2 separate regions of the Hordeum vulgare genome follow, and region 1 is linked to region 2. The links are chromatin contacts, called in public Hi-C maps. All regions are on one chromosome and are shown on one strand. The core of a region is the stretch at or near the end of the contact, and the rest is flanking DNA. Distances in the headings are between cores, read along the strand shown.

Region 1 (2,700 bases), core at 42-2,541, 470 kb before region 2:
TTAGATACATCTGTATCTAGACAAATGTAAAACAAGTAATTTAGAAAGAAAGTAATAATATTTTGTGTGAAAATAAAAGTGTTTCTTTCCTAACACACACACACATCATCATCATCATCATCATCAAACTCTTAGCATAAAACACTCAAAAAAAAACTCTTGGCATGAAACACTAAAAAAAGAGCTCTTGCCATAAGCTGTCTGTAAAGGGATCGCATGCATCGTATTGATGCACAGGCCGGAGGTAATCCTCTTTTTAGAAAAAAAGCTGTCTTTAACAAGAGTTTATTTTGACTTTTGTGACCGTATACAAGGAGAGTTGCCCCGGATGAAAAAGGAGGGTTGAACTGGATACGCACGGATCTCCACACGATCTCACCTCACCAACATCGTGACAGCCTCACCGTTCTAGTGGCTTGCCGTTGACTAAGGCCCTGTTTGGTAATCCATCAGCTCCTAGAATCTGCGAAACTGAAAAACCTGAGCTCTCTTATTTTTTAACTGTAGATCCGGAAGGGAGCGGAAGCGTCTTCGAACAGGGACCAAGTCGCTGGAGTGGAGTCTGAGCTCTGAAGCTCGCGATCACCACCGCACGGCCGCGCCATACATACGTGATATTTTCTTCTTCACGAAGAAAAATCCCGACAGCCAAAGTCGATAACCGGAAGAAATGGGATTGAAATTGGATGAGATCATGAGTTCGAACTGATCTCGGCCATGAAGAACTTCTCCCAGTCAACTACTAAGAAACTAAACACCTCGCCGTTGCAATTTGTGTTTGGGGTTAAGAACAGATTGAAGTTTCTGGAGACGTGGTTTGGGTGCACGGGCTTAAGGTGAGAGTGATGTTAGGAAATTACACCAACAGCAAAAGAGTTTCTAGATAGCCAGCCATGTATCCATACCTACGTACCATTCCTCTGCAGAAGTACTATGTAAGTAGAACTATTTAGCGTCAAGAACTGAAAAAAAAACGATATTTAGAGGAGAAAATAAGTGAACAAAAATCCCTCGCAAAAAAGAAAGTGAAGGCACGGTGACAAGAGAAACTGACCGTAACCAGAGATCTTGATGCTTTGGTGCACACGTTCTTCCACATAATCTCCCTGCACGGGTGGATCTCCCGGGCACGGGACGCTGAAGACGACGCAAAACAGCTCCGCCTTCCCCTCCGCTTCCACGGGCATCTGCATCGACCTCCTCATCTTCATCAACCAGCTGCTCATTTCTTTCGGTCGGTTGGCTCCTTCGATCTGCGTACGACAGTTTCAGAGGGTATATACAAGGCTCAATCGGGAGACTTCTGCATGAAGTAAATCTGACCGTGTCTTCCTTTCTTGAGGGTGAAGACAAAAGGAACAACGCGCTATCAACATATCCACGCGGGCTTCGATGTGGACAGCCCAACTGGATCAACGCGGTGCAGAAGACTCCTGGGCAGCGGCAAATGCATGCCAGAATCTTGTTGCTGATGTTCAGCAATATCGGCTGAAGCACCAGCTCTCTCCCGTGGTCTCTTGACCTCTAACAGTTCCGGTGGGGTGAAACAGACGGAGCCAGCATTCATGCATAGAGGGGGCAAAGTTTATATGAAGTTAATTTTTTTGGCTACAACAACCATAATCATAGTAGAAGAAACCCCCCCCCCCCCCCCCCCCCTAAATTCGTCCCTGATAGAATGGTCGTCCATTCGGACTCTCATAGAGTGATTCGGATTATGCGACGGGGCGGTCAATGCCCGGTGGTATGGCGGCAGTGGTTTATGTCTTTGGTGAATGTTTCCATCTAGACAGGGAACTGGTGAGGCAGCCTGCTTCGCAATTTTCTGAGCGATGGAATATCTTCTTTAAGAAATGGTATCGGTTAGAGATCAGTTGACTGAAAACAAAATTTGGGTCAGTTGACTGACCAAAAATTTGTTTCACTCAATTTGCTCTCAACCTCATCTCTCTTTTTTTCGGAAAAGAACCTCGTCTCTTTTTTCAGACTAAAAAAGGCAGTGTGCCACGATGAGCACGAGGATCCAGGCGAGCTTGTTCTTTTCATATTGTATATTCTATTTCAGCCAGTCTTTTATTTAAAAATGTTCACTAATTCGAATAAGTATTCACAAATTCTAAATATGTCCATCTGTTTAACAAATCTTCACAAATTCAATAAAGGTACATGGATCCAAAAAAAATCATGAACTCAAAAATTGTTCGCCAACTCAGAAAAATGATTGAGAATTCAAAACAAATCACAGATCCAAACAAACATCAATATAAAAAGTGTTCATGAATTTGAAAATATCTCAGTGAATTCAAAAAATGTTCACAAAATTTAGAAATTTCGTGAAGTCAAAAGATAATCATGACTTTCGAAATGCTCATCAGTTAAAAAAAATGTCTGCAAATTTGTGGGTAACAAGCGCAATGCATGGGCTTGGCCCGGTTGATCTATCATGACACAAGGCATACCCAGATTAGGTGACTACAACACCCATGTTATAGATAAATCGATCGGCTCTGCTTCGTGCGTATGCTATTTAGTGTGCTTTCTAGGCATCTGCGATAGAGAAATAAAATTATCTGTTTCACGAGATAATCTTGGGAAAATAAATAATTGGAATACCCACTCATGAAGGAAATACCGTACTAATATTTGCCAATTATTATGGTAATTCACATTTTAGTATTGATATTCCTTTATTTCACATAC
Region 2 (2,700 bases), core at 169-2,668:
GTACTAGTAGCTAGCTCCTACAAAATTATTGAGCCTGCCTACATAGCGCCCAAAGGAAACCTGCATAGATGTGTATTAACCAGCTGCTAAGTCCAACTGTAGTGGCAAAACAAATCATCGTCCAGGACCTACGTAAACATGCTTATCCGTCTATTTGAAGACACACACCCTTCGTTTCTAAATATAGATTTTTTTCAAATATTTATATACAGACTAGATACGTATGTATATGAACATATCTAAAATGTAGATTTATTTATTTTACTTTTTATATAGTTCATATTATTATTTTTAAATATTTATATTTAGGAACAGAGTGAGTAGTTTGATTTTGGGTGTCCTGATTTAAAATGCCCATCTATATGCGGTATTATGGAATCCACTTTTAGCTAGCTACTCCCTCCGTTTTTAAATATAAGTCTTTTAAGAGGTTTTATTAAAGAACTACATACGATGTATATAGAGATAATTTAATGTATAGATTCACTCATTTTAATTTGTATGTAGCCCCTTAATGAAATTTGTAAAAAGACTTATATTTATGAACGGAGAGAGTAGCTAGCATTGAGGAACACGTCAGGAGAGAGGCTGGATTAAGTACGTGTTTTAAGGTCCAGGTGACGGGGACGTAAAGCATTCCTTGAGCGGGTATCCTCCTCGAGACGCGCCACGTGTCTAAACTAGATTACTTTGCATAATAATACAACTAAGGATGTTGCTCCAATTACGCCCAACTCGCAATAAACTAGTAGGTGAGCTAGTCTTTGCTTACCACCGCAAAAGAATTATTATGTTTTCCTGCCTAGCTCAAGTTGTGCTTCACTTTCATGCCGTGGTGTGATGTGATGTGATGTCCAAAAGATAAATAGCTCGCGCGGTTTGAAAGTAACGGGAGGCGGCATCGGAGGGGAGAGATGCAATAATTTTAATCTTCCTTCCTTGTCCGTGTTTAATTGTCCCCACAGACACATCACATCAGTTTCTGCACATTAGACATTTCCAAAAAAATTCGTCAAGAGAGCACTCGGAGCTGAAAATGACTGGATGGGGTTAGGCCAACATGTGGTAGTCCACGAGTCTAAGCTCATGATAATCGTCCTAGACTGTAATTAATCTCCCCGTTGATACTGAAGGTGAAAACATGGTAACCCTGTTAAGGCCCTCAATTTCAGGCAGACAGACTGCTCTTTCTCCCCACTCTCTTCGGACGAACTTTATGCTCTCGCGTGCGTACAGGATCATGCAGTGGCGATAATAATAAGAACGGGAAAGTGACCGGGGAACGTGGAGATGCAGATGCGAGATGGTGAGCGGGAAAAGGTTTGTCTATCGCTAGCTGCTAGCTTGGGTGCAGGGCCCTCCACTGAGATCATTGCCGTTAGCTTCCTTGGCCTTTTTTATCATGCGTGTTGTGAAGAGATCAACAGAGACAAGCCACCTAAAGATGAGCGGAGTGTGATTGGACCATTTAGGCCAGGGAGCATTCCGTTAACAGCCATCCCCTTCGTCTTATCCCAGTGCTCTCTTTCTCCTCCTCTTGTTATCACTTGTTCACAGCCAAAAAGGGACAGAAGCTGAGGCAGAGGTAGAAGAATTGTAGCGTTAGAATTTCCATATCCATGCTGGTAGCAGGAGACCATGGAGGCTACATTTTGGTTTGCACTCTCTTTTCTGTATCTCCGACATGCAACATGTTAGGTTTTCTTTAATAAAAAACCTTCAAGATGGATGGTGGGCATTCGTGTCGTGGGACCCTTTATTTGGGGGTCATATTCAAACTCACGGCGAGGCAGTGGCAGCCCTGTCTATCTATACCTACTCCGAACAAATGCGCCGCACCTTTGGAGCGCAAAGGGGGACGGGACTCCGAAGTGTCCTACCTACATTTGTGCAAACCCAACTACAGTACTTGGATTCAAATCAGATGCATCGCACCTGGTCGTACACCCATCGTCATCGCACACGTTTCGCCGTTTCCATCCAGCACGTACTCCTACTTACGTACGAGTCAGCGGATGGAGCGTTTAATCAAAGGCTAATCAGTCGATGGTTTGGTGGCGCCATTAACTGGTGAGTAGTGACACGCGCGGCGCAACACCGAATAATAAGGCTATAAAGAGTCCCTGGAGCTCGTCCACCAAATAAAGAGCACGAGACATGTTTGGTATAGTGCAGCACGTATTTGTTTGCTCGAGGAATATTTAAGCACACACGTATTCCTGGTCAAATTGCATGCATGCCTCGTGGAATCCTGCCGGTTTGGAGACGGGCAGCTCAATATCTCTGCATGATGCATGACCCGAACATACAACAAACGACCAACCATCGTCATGCAACCGCATTAGCCGATGGATGGATTGATTAAACACGAACGGACTGAACATATAACGGGAGCACTATCTTTGACCGGACGTACTTGCGCTGGGGATACCTCTGCCTCCCAGATTGTCTGGTGAACGGGAGCAGCTGCCAGCTGCTGTCCCTGGTTTTGCGACGGGGACGCGATCTACTTGAAGATTCTGTAGTAATTGAGCGAATTAGGATTTAGGAGTAGCTATTATAAGCGCAGGAAACAGATAGCATCATAGCACTGCTCCGGTCCGTACGAGTAATTTCGAGATTTTGAACGAAACAGACTGCATGGTGGGATCGATCGACTGAAAAAGGCTGTGGCAAGAGTTAACTATGGAGCACTCCTAC

Evidence for each region. A called contact is a pair of places that touch in the nucleus more often than the background predicts.
Region 1: a contact with region 2 is called in a Hi-C map of leaf, with 2.4 times the contacts expected there. The contact joins the promoter of LOC123440715 here to the enhancer-like site in region 2. A contact is called at or near these places in 2 of 6 Hi-C or Micro-C datasets (leaf and seedling).

Annotation. Positions count from the first base shown.
Region 1 is chr3H:576,374,476-576,377,175 of MorexV3_pseudomolecules_assembly, reverse strand. It overlaps LOC123440715, which reads right to left and starts at 1,291. Exons shown (of 4, transcript XR_006630352.1): 1 at 1,055-1,291; 2 at 1-962.
Region 2 is chr3H:575,904,504-575,907,203 of MorexV3_pseudomolecules_assembly, reverse strand. No RefSeq gene overlaps it. Among protein-coding and RNA genes, the nearest start is that of LOC123445254, 96 kb to the right of the region's middle. Within about 2 kb of position 1,418, at least 3 of the 3 cell types and tissues checked have open chromatin away from gene starts, as enhancers often do. A contact at or near this core is called in leaf and seedling, where this site is marked.